2 separate regions of the Anas platyrhynchos genome follow, and region 2 is linked to region 1. The links are chromatin contacts, called in public Hi-C maps. All regions are on one chromosome and are shown on one strand. Each heading gives the region's core, a stretch centred on a gene start, on an enhancer-like site or on the middle of the called end of the contact. The rest is flanking DNA. Distances are from core to core; before and after follow the strand shown. Region 1 has its middle 5.6 kb from the start of CDKN1B. Region 2 has its middle 36 kb from the start of GPR19.

Region 1 (5,596 bases), core at 1,985-4,484:
GAGGCCTGGGACTCAGCCCCCAGATGATGCTACTGCAACTAAAGACAAGTTGCCACTGCTGGCAGAGAAAGAAGGAAAGAGGAGAGGAGCGGTCCACTGCTGCCTTATCCGGCTGCTCCTTCTTCTCCATCGAGGGCCGAAGGGCTGAGCCCTCCGAGGGAGGGGAGCTACGGTGCCCGGGGGGGGGGGGGGGGGGGGGGGACTGGGAGGAGGCCGGGAGGGCGCCTTGTGATCAAAACACGGGGGAAAAAAATAAAAAATAATAAATCAGCACGGCTGCACTCGGGGACCGCGGCCCTTGCGTTCCTGCCCGCTCCCCCCCCCCGTCGGAGGCAATCCACCTTAAATCGCGGCGGCTGCGAAGGAGAAAGGCTGTGTCTGCAGCGACCTTGCCATGATCTAAAGTGTTTTGTTTACAGTCAGGCACCCCCGATGGCCGCAGCAAATCGTGAGAGAGGCAGGCGCCTGCCCGTAGTAGCAGCGAAGCGTGAAAAAATACTACAGAGCCCCGGAGGAGGGCTGCAGAAAGATGAGAGCGCCATCGTCTTGCAAAAGGAGGGCACAGCAGCCCGGCCCGGGGGCCTGCGGGGAGGAGGCGCTGGGAATGAGGCGGGGGGCGAGGTCCGGGCGGCTCCCGTCGGGGTGGCCGCTTGTCTTCCCCCTGTCGCCTCTGGAGCTGAAGAAGCAGCCGGTGAAAAGCTCGGAATACGGGCTTGCAAGAGGGAAAGGCGAATAAAACCAAAGGAGAGCAAGCGGCGGGCTCGGAGGAGTGACCTGGGGAGGGGTGTCCCCAGGGGGGTCTGTTTTGTGCGAGGATGTCCTGGCTCCTTTCAGCCCCCTGAACGCCCCGTCCCCACTCCCCCCGGCGCCCTGCTCCCCTCTGGCGTCTGGGCTTCCCCACGGGCAAAGCTGCCGGCTGCTTCTCTCCCTTCCAGCACCGCTCAGGCAGGCTTCCCGCCCTCTTCCCGGCCACTCTCCTCTCCCAGCACTTTATAAGGCTGTTAGGCGAAACGGCGAGGCGCATCCGAGCCGCACTCAGCGAGGGGGGTGACCTGGGGCTCCCTCGCAAGCCGCAGGTGGGCTGGGGATGGTACTCCACGGGGTGCACCCTCCTCCCGGCTTGAGGATGGGGAAGGCAAGAGCATGGGGTGACCCGTCAGGAAGCTGGAGGCTTCGGGGAGTTCTCCCCCATCTCAGCTGCCACTGAGTTGACGCTGCTCCCATACCACCTCTGCTTTTTCTGACAAAACCCTGACTTCTTCCAGAGACCTGGGATGAGGCCGCTGCAAGGCCGGAGCCACAGACCCCAGGAAAATTCACCTGAGCACCCTGAGGATACTCCCGAGGCACTTAACGGGCTCCTCGTGGCCAGGGTTAGGGTTCAGCATTAGGGAAGGGTGCCAGAGCCCGGCGGGCAGCATCCCTGCCAGCAGCATCCCAGCCAGCAGCATCCCTGCCAGCAGCCGCTCCCGCTGCCCTGCTGCGGGCAGGAGCCTGGATGCGGCCGCACCGCAACGGGAGGATGCAGCCAAGCGGAGCTGAAGACCTTTTGCTCGGTCGCTGTAAACTCTAGAGGGAGCCTAAGGACAGAGATCAGGCCAGAGTCGGCGTTCCCGGCCTCCTCCTCCCCCCCCCCCCCCCCCCCCCCCCCGCCTCAGGTGCCAGCAGCGCTAGGGATGCTCTGGGGGTCCCTGCTCCGGGGGTGCCTCGCGCCGCACCGGGCTCTGCTCCCCTCGCTGCAGGAGGAGGGCGGCTCAGCCCCGGGCTGGAGACCCTGCTACAAGTCCTGGGTGGCATCTCAGGGGGCGAGGAATGGTCCAGGTGATTTTCGAGCCCCTGCGAGGAGCCTGACTGCGGGCAGGGCTAGGGGTGTCCTTAAAGGGAGCTGTTTTGAAAAGCAAGCGGGTAATCTGTCAGAGCTGGGGAAAGGGGCTGGGCCGTCCCACTGTGCCTAAGGGCAGGTTATACAAACTGTTATGTCTGTGGAAGATCCAGGTTAAATTATTAGCACTCAGAGTTACTCATTCTTTTCCCTCTGGAGCTACAGCAGCTCTCCAATGGTCACCATCCTCCCCTTGACCTGCTAAAGGAGCGGTTCTTCTGAATGATCCTGGAATGGGAAAGAATCTCTTGCCAGGGCTCAAACCACTTCCCTCCCCCCCCACCCACCCACCCTTTTTTTTTTTTTTTTTCCTCAAGTATGCAATGAGAGAGAGAACTTGTGCTGCTTTTGAAGCAGGTGATGCTGGGAGCATCCTAAAGGCAGCAGCAATGCAACTTGCTGGGTGATAAACTCTTAAGAGGACATTCAGTTACAGTCCCCAAAAATAAATGCACATACACCCTTGTGTTTAGTTACCCCGATGAACAATGCTGTTGTGGAGATGAGGTTTAAATCAATAAAACAATTCCTTGCTGTAAACTGGTCTAATTTCTCCAAACAAAACACATCATCAGAACAAAAGGATTTTTGAGCCAGTGTAGCTCCATCTGTGATGAGTTCCCATTTATACATCACATAGCACTTGCCACTTTGCTCGAACAGCAAGTTGCTCACATGAGCATCTTAACTAGAGGCTTCTCGTAGCAGCTAAACAGCCTGCTGCCCTTCATTTTCCATTCTCTTTCCTTACTCATTTCTCCTTACCCCTTTTTTCTTTCCCATTTCCCCTTTCCTTTCCTCCCTGCTGCAGTGCCAATCATATGAAACACTCTGAGGTACAAATACATCGGACAAAGCCCTCTAGATTCAGGGCTGACCTTTACGGTAAAACTGAAGGGCCTTGTCTCCACAGTAGCTCTACCTCGGGCTGGTCAGAAGCAGAAAACGCGGCATTTAGAGTGAGGAAGACAAGCCCCACTCAGGCAAAACACTTCAGGGAGAAGGCACCCCTGCACGGATCCTGCAAAGGGGCTAATAGCACTTTCCCACCTCACTGGGGTACCGCGAAGATGAACTGCTTCATGTTTGTAAAATCCTCTGAGGGTGGAGAGCGCTATGCAAGAGCTAAGTAGTAATAATAGTGATGAACTATTATTGTTACTATGAGATTAAACAGTTTTCCAGCCACTTGCTCAACAACCTATGCCTTTAAGAAAGTTTCTCAATAGATGAATTATATTCAGTGGAAATGAGTTGTTCTGTTTTTCTACAAAGCCTGAAGTGAACCTTTCTGGGAAGGGGATGATATTTTGTAGCAATGTTTTCTCAAGTACAATTCTTTAGGTTCCCAAGTGATGACACATTGTACAGCAATGCTCTTGGCACAGGATGTACATCTGTGAGAAGGGACACTGGCCCCATTTTTTAAAGCCATTCATTAAATAAAAACACCCTATGTCATATGTTATGTTCCTCTGAAATGTTTAAAATTTTTTAGTGCATGAAATCATATGGTGCCTGTATATTTATTTTTTTTTTTGTTCTAGAACGCAGCACTAACCTCTAACTCAGTTACTGAACGTTGTTGGAAGAGCTTGCTATTTTTTGTTAGTGTTGTGTTTTGTTTTCATTTGGTGTGATCCCAACTTTATGCAATCGGCTTTTTCAGAAATACAGAACTATGTAAATGTGATGCTTACAACTGACCACAGAGAGGCCACTCACCAAAAAAATAACCTTACACAAAAACATCTGTAACAATTTTTAGGCACTTAGGGTGCCATTTACATGAGACTCTAGCCTATTTTTAATTTATTTTTTTTCTTCCTCTTTCTCCCCCTGTGGACTATATTAATTGCTTTGGGATCAAGAGGTCTACAAACATCTTCCTTCTATAAACAGAGGAACTGGTCTGGCCACTTTCTAAACCCTTTAAGGGAGATGACCCATCTCAGATAGCAAAATGGTGGCATTAAGTACAATCAGGGCTGTAGCTCAGAGTTCTGGTTCTGGCTTTCCTGGGTCATGTTATTCACGCTGCTGCAACTAGCCACCCATGTTTCTCCTCTCTCTCTTTTCCTGTCTGTTTAGACTTTAAGCTGTTAGAAACGCTCTGTTTGCACAGATCCTGGTACAGTGGGACTTCAGTCTCAGGCAAGGTCTCTGTGTGCTGGGGTAATTACAAATATAACAGTAACAATTACATTTCAAGCTTACCACACCTTGTTTGTGTTAATAAACCCAGCAAGGGAATTATACAGCTCCAGGTTTTGTTTGACCTACAGAAACATGACGTTATTACAGAAAAAGATTGTAAACTGATTCTGCAAGTCTCTGGCAACAAGAAAATCAATATGAGGTAGGTGACAGACAGTTCAAGATAAAAGAAAAAGGACCTCTTCATACCAATGGCCCCACATTGGAATCACACGTGTTCTTTTGGGGCCGTCCCAAAATAATTTCCTCTAAGAAGATCCTCTCATAAGCAACCTGTAAAACAGGTTCAGAAGGATCCCTCCCCTTCTCTCGTCCCTCTAAGAGCTCCTGGCCGTGCTGCCTGTGGCCGTGCTCCTTGCTCCTCCTGAAGCCACCCGCAGCAGCAGGAGTGGTGCCAGGCCAGCAGCCTGGCCAGCCCCGCCACCAACGGGCTGCCCCTGGTGCTTCGCTTCCCCCTAAATCAGCCATGCTTGAAATAGTAGAGCAAGCTGGCACGCAGAAAGGCAAATATTATTTTAGAGAAGCCGGTCTGTTACAAAATGCTCCCTCCCTTCACTCGGGCCATCATTTCAGTTGTGTATGAGAAATACGGAGAAAGAGAGTCCTTTTTATTTACCCGTATTTGTCCTGTGTTTCCCTCATAAAGATTTAAGCATTTCTTGTGGCAGGGGCCTAATCTGCTGTGTTGTGTTTTTTGTTTTTTGTTTTTTTTTTGACTCTAACAAGCTGCCTTGTTGCTTCCTTTGTTCTGGGTGCCAGCAGCTAAACTGGGAGTTCTGTTCAAAGACAAGTACCTGAAAGCATCACTTTAAAGCATTTGTCACCTTGTTATCTCTAGTTTGAAAGGGCTTTTGAGAACAACAACTGCCCAAAGCAGTTTGCAAAGGACAAAGTAAGCATTGCAAATATTGTAGTGTATATTTAATAGTTTTCTTGAACGGCTAAGATGAACCACAGCTGATAATGCAAGAGGCCAGGGTGAAACACAGCCCCTTCACTCTAGATATTTGCAGTTCAGGTATCCAGACCAACCACCCTGACCCTGCTCTTGCTGCGGTGCCTCGAGAAAAGCAAGAAATTCAGACACCTTCTCCCCAGAATAGGTAATTATACTCAAAATACATGAGCCATTCCTCATCAAAAACAGCAGCCTAGGTTAAATCATACTGTGAGGCTTTCATTTACTTTGCATGCTGAAGCCCATGAAGAATCCTGTATTCCAGCTTTTTGCCACAGCTGCACGTGCTAGAAATACATAGATATTATTTCAGGTTCATATTCACAAAAACACCTTGCTTTGGGGGAGGTGACTTCCACAAAGGCACCAAATATCTCAAGGCTTGATAAAATAACCAAGAGTTAGCAGTGTTTTTTCACCCACAATATGAAGGTTCAGCTTTTATTTGCCATGAAAACTATGTGACTTCATGCTGTGCTATAGCTCTTTAGGCCTGCTTTTCAGCACACACACTAGATTTTCAAATCCTATTGAAATAA
Region 2 (5,870 bases), core at 155-2,654, 64 kb after region 1:
TTCATGTTACTATACCTATCATCTGGCAAGATTCCATGGAAAAGCACATATGTATAAAAACATATATGTATTATTTAATTGATTCTTTATTATGATTATTGTGTTCATGCATCCATATATCTGTATATAAATATATAGAGATGCATGGGTATTTGCATCTTACATGCAAGTATGTTTTTAGTCGACACAAAACAATCCTATTCCAGGGATGAACCAGATCAGCAGCTGGGTGACACATAACACACCCATTGCCTTTTGTTAAGCAAAGTGATGAGAAGCTCTTCCTGCAAGAGGGACTTTGCACCAAAAAGCCACCCTGTAAACTGCAACAACACTCCTTCCGCAACTGTCACACCCCGAGCAGTAGAGCCAGGGATGAGTCGACTTTAATGAGAATATCCAAAAAATAATAATAAATAAATAAGGAGGAAGGCACTTGTCTATAGCCACAGCATTGTCAGTCTAACAAGTGTAGAGGTTTTGCCATGAATCCCTGAACTCCATGTGTTCACCCAGATATGCAGTTACCATGGTGTCAAAACGAAAACTGTAACATGATTGTCTTGAGGCCACATTATTTACCGTCCCTATGTAAGTCTATAACTATAGTTATAACTATAGTCATAACTATATTTGCTGTAGTTTAAGAAGAGAACAGTCACTTGGACTGTTCCTTTCATCAGCAGCCTCTTTGATGAAGGAGACCCACACTAAAGGCTTAATAATGTATGCATAAACTTGGTCATCTTACAGGTAGACGCATCCATACAGCCACTGTCCTCATATAAAAACATCAGCTGTATTAAATGCAGATCTCACTCATGCGATTTTTCAGTCCCAGCTGACTCTGGCAGCACGACGAGGACTACTGCTCAGCAGCACCACAGGATCCAGCAGCAGATTTGCAATTCCAGATGCCACAATTTGCTTCAGCCCACTTCCATTTTTTTTTTTTTTTTTTAAACTGCTTCTCTTAGGGGACAATAATGAAATCAATCGTTGGATAGTTTTCTGAAGATGAGCATCTGATCAGTGGCTGAAAGAGAGGAAGTGACAAAGAACCCGAGGTCTTGTTCTCACGGAGCAGGCTGTTACAGTATTTCAGTTCGTTTTCCTGAATAAATAAATAAATAAATAAATAAATAAAATCAGGATTTCATGCTAAGTACAAATGAGCAGACTGTTCTGCTTTGCATATTTGTACATGAATCCAGCCCAGAAAAAGAAAAAAAAAATGTACTGAAGGCATTGAAAAAAAAAATAAAATCAGTGCATGGAAAGGGGCTTAATACATTCACAACGTTATTTAGCTCTAACAAAGAGCAGCAACCCCAGATGACCTTCTGGCTCCTGTCTCCACCCAAGTTCCTGGCCTCTGTTCAACGTCCTGGCAAAAGTTGCAGACATCCGCAACGCAATGCCAAGTAGCTGTTTTGTCTGTAGATATGTAATAGAGATTAGACGAGTGGTGGTGGGGAGCTGCTACACATAAAACAGCACCTCCAAACACTGAGCTGGCATCCAATTCCTGTCCACGAGCCCTCTCCCGGTGGTGCCAGGCACCTCCCAAAGGCTTCAGTGGCTCAGCAAGAGCCAAAACTGTCCAGTGCTGCAGCTCACGGGTCCTGCCTCCCTGCCAGGCCCCCTCCCGTGTCAGGACCGAGGCGAGGCTTCCAAGTCAATGATTAACTCCACGCGATGGGGCTCCGCTGGCCGTGCGAGGGGCAGCTAGAGAGCAGGGTCCGTGACATCATGCCTCGCTGGGGTGCTGCCACGGATCACCACTTTGACTCCTGTGCAAGCGAGTGGAGCTGGCGCTGGACTGGAAATGGGAATGCAACCCTGCGCACATGGCTTGTTAACACCTCCCGCGTGGGGTCGGGCTCACACAGCCACCTGAACCGTGCCCATCAGGGAAGCAGCTTGTGTTTTCCTGTAGTGGGCTTTAAAAGAAAGTCTAGTTTGGACTTTAAATACCTTCTTCCTCTCTTTTTCCACTGGAGACAGGAAACAGTTCTTTCATGTGTTTGGAAATACAAATTGTGACTGGCAGAACATTAGAGTGCAGAAAAACAGCTTTGAAAAAAAATAGGTCCTGGAGGGGTGAGCAAGGCAGATTAAAAGTTAGACCCTGCACCTCTCCAGCCAAGCTCTTTAAGTCACACATCCCCAGCTCTAAGAGGTTTGTTTACACTTTCATCGTAGAACTGGCTAGACCTGCAATTTAAGTTAAATGGAAACTGAAAAGGGGGAAAATGTTGGTCTTTCCTTCTTTCTCTTTTTTCTTCTTCTCCTCCTTTTTCTCTTTCTTGCCCTCTTCCTCCTCCACCTCCTCCTCCGCACCCTCCTCTTTTTCTTCCTCCTTCTCCTTCTCCTTCTCCTTCTCCTTCTCCTTCTCCTTCTCCTTCTCCTTCTCCTTTTCCTTCTCCTTCTCCTTCTCCTTCTCCTTCTCCTTCTCCTTCTCCTTCTCCTTCTCCTTCTCCTTCTCCTTCTCCTTCTCCTTCTCCTTCTCCTTCTCCTTCTTCTCCTCACTTATGTATGAAGTGTAAAGAAAGCATCAAATATTAAGCATTTTGCTTCAGCATGTGTTAATTTTTACCATCTATACTCTTACCAAGACCAGTATGACTGGGGAAGGAGTGCAAAGGAAGCTGCTCTAAAACAACATGTTAATTCTGAATAATGTAATATGTACAATTACAGCATTTTGTATAATATGTAATAATTATGCCATATGTTATTAAATTCTCATTGTGCTGATATTTTGGGTGAATAGCAGGCTGCCATGAGAAACCAGGCAGAGAACATGAGGTCTCTATTAGACACACAGATTCAGAAAACACTCTGGGTCTGTTAGGAGACAGACCCAGCAGTCTGCCATGAGGCTTTGCTTCCCTTCCTAGCCAAGTTACAAGACTTGTCACACAGAGCTGTCACAGACAAGCAGATGAGCCACAAGACAGAATTGTTTTGAAGAATTATTTTCCTCTCAGAAAGGTGCTCCAGTGCTGATGACTGGTGCTGCCCCTTCCCTGAGCCTGTTCACCCTCCATCCCCTTGCCTGGCCATCTTGACAAACCCTCACTGCTTTCCCTGCCCCATACTCCATTCCTCCACCTCTGCAGCAGGTTGGGATTAATCTGGCAGCACAGCCTTGTGTGGGAGGATGCTGTGTGTATATGTTCCCTCTGGGAATAATTAACCAAGGTCAATATTGCTAGAGCCCTAGATGGGAAACCGTCAAGAAAAACACAAGTGCCACCGAAAGCTGTGCTGGTAACTTGGTATGCAGGAAACCATCTGAGTCAGAGATGACCCAAACCCTCTGCATAGCAGTATTCAAGCAGGGACCATTTTATTCAAGCATCGCCATCCTCGGGTGCTCTTCCAGCACCCGTTGCTCCCGCATCTCCCTCTCTGCTTGCACCAGGTAGCCACATGGGCCACCAGCTGAGCAGACCACCCCCACAACATGGGCAGGTTACTGAGTGTTGTCAGTGGTGGTCACAGCAGGGGCGAGGTGATTTGAGGAGAAAGCATATGCACTTAACATTTTTCTATAGCAAACCGGCACCTGACATACCCTATCAGGCATGCTTCATTGCACAGAAACAAGCTTCTGAAACTCTGAGCAATTGGTGTGCTTGGCCCTCCCTTGCTGGACTTCTGTTTGGGGCAGCATCCACCGGCATACCCTGTGCTGTGCAACAGGAGAGCAGACAGAGCCACTCTTCATTTGCAGCGGAGTTCACAGCACTGTAATTTACAGAAAAGTGATCTCTATGCAGTTTGTAAGACAATTAGGAACCCTTCAAGAAGGAGGATGTTGGTAAATGATTTTTATCCAACAATTGCAATTCGCCTCCACATTTTTTTGCAGTCCCATGTACACTTGAAGACCCTTATTCCTTTTCTCTTCTGAACAGGGATTGCCTGACTTTTTAAAACTAATAATGGAAAGAACAAATGCATGGTGAAGACTTGAAGAGAGCTCTGCCTGAGAGCAGTGATATGTTGTGAAGATGAGAGGGTGAGAGAAGAGACCTTTGGTGTGTGATGAGACCCAGATGTCCCATTCTGGATGTGTCCAGTGAAGTTACTATGTCAAGTGTTTGTTTAAATTGGGTCCCACTACACAACTGTGTTTATTAGTATAGCAAAGTTGCAATGGCCAAGGGGAAAAAAAGAAAAGAGAGAGAGAGAGAGAGAGGGAGACTTTCCTGATGGAAATGAATTGTGTAGCATAACCTGGTGGTACATAGGACTCTATCATGGTATTTAATGTCTCTCCCCACACTGAGAGACACAGGCACCAGTAGGTCTGTAGAACTATTGGTAGACAGCCAGGGCATACCATTTAATGGAAGGACATCATTAAATATGCCTTTATTTTTATTACTTTGTAATATTATTATGCAGCTGAAATAAATCACAAGATGTTTTTAGTGGGATTCAGTCACAAGCCACAAAAGCAATGAGCAAGGGGGCTCACTTCTTGGTCTCCCTTTAAGCAACCTTCTGTACTCACTGCAAACAGTACAACTTGTGCATAAGGTTCAGCCCAGGGTCTTATCTCTTTCAATATTTTTTAAATGCACTGATAAAAAAGTGAACTCCCAGGACCAAGTTCTATTCTCCTCTAGCTCAAGTCTGCAGGCAAACATGGGATGCAGAGGCCCTGGAACAAACTGGGTGGCTCCATGCTGATCCTGCATCACCATCTCACTGGCCCAGGGCTAATACGTGCCAAAGGAGGAATAGAAGAAGCCTGGTAGAAGCCAAGTGGGTTTCAACTATCTTGCAGGATTCCTGCATTGCTCCAAGCTCCCCTCTCAAATCAGGAAGGTGCAAATGTGCTTCAGGCTTGCCTAATTGGTCAGCTGCAATGCAGCAGCTATCTAGAAGAATTGTTGAGGGAGTTTGGCTCAGCCTTCTGCAACCAGATGGGCAAAATGTGAAGTCTTCAGACATGAGCAGAGAAGTTAAAAAGGAGATGTAAAAATCTGTGCTTGGATACTCATCAAATTGTGACTAAATATCTCAGAGGAAAGGGTCTGCCCTAGGAACCCATCCCTTGCTTTCATACCTCAGAGAGGATGCAAAGTATTGTTAGGTTCTAAATAGGATAAACACTTAAAGCTTTGCTACGCAGTCACTCATTTTCTTATCTCTTATGTAGGTGAGAGGTTAACTTTTGTGGTGCAAAAGATTCTGTAGAAAAAAACAAATATCACAGAATCATAGAATTTCTAGGTTGGAAGAGACCTCAAGATCATTAAGTCCAACCTCTGACCTAACACTAACAAGTCCTCTGCTAAACCATATCCCTAAGCTCTATGTCTAAACATCTTTTAAAGACCTCCAGGGATTGTGACTCCACCACTTCCCTGGGCAGCCCATTCCAATGCCTAACAACCCTCTCAGTAAAGAAGTTCTTCCTAATATCCAACCTAAACTTCCCATGGTTCAACTTTAGCTCATTCCCCCTCATCCTATCACTGGGAACACTGGAGAATAGACCAACCCCCACCTCGCTACAGCCTCCTTTAAGGTACCTGTAGAGTGCAATAAGGTTGCCTCCTTTTCTCCAGGCTGAACAAGCCCAGCTCCCTCAGCTGCTCCTCATACAACTTGTTCTCCAGATCCCTCACCAGCTTCATCGCCCTTCTCTGGACCCGCTCAAGCATCTCGATGTCCTTCTTGTAGCGAGGGGCCCAAAACTGAACACAGTACTCGAGGTGCGGCCTCACCAGAGACAAGTACAGGGGGACAATCACTTTCATAGCCCTGCTGGTCACACTGCTTCTTATACAAGCCAGGATGCTGTTGGCCTTCTTGGCCACCTGAGCACACTGCTGGCTCGTATTTAG

Evidence for each region. Hi-C and Micro-C count contacts between places; a contact is called where the count stands out from the background.
Region 2: a Hi-C map of skeletal muscle shows a contact between it and region 1, with 2.5 times the contacts expected there. The contact joins two enhancer-like sites. A contact is called at or near these places in 3 of 8 Hi-C or Micro-C datasets (F1 follicle, liver and skeletal muscle).

The regions. Positions count from the first base shown.
Region 1 is chr1:70,156,012-70,161,607 of IASCAAS_PekinDuck_T2T, forward strand. No RefSeq gene overlaps it. Among named protein-coding and RNA genes, the nearest start is that of CDKN1B, 5.6 kb to the left of the region's middle. Within about 2 kb of position 3,235, at least 2 of the 8 cell types and tissues checked have an H3K27ac peak or open chromatin away from gene starts, as enhancers often do.
Region 2 is chr1:70,221,342-70,227,211 of IASCAAS_PekinDuck_T2T, forward strand. No RefSeq gene overlaps it. Among named protein-coding and RNA genes, the nearest start is that of GPR19, 36 kb to the right of the region's middle. Within about 2 kb of position 1,405, at least 1 of the 8 cell types and tissues checked has an H3K27ac peak or open chromatin away from gene starts, as enhancers often do.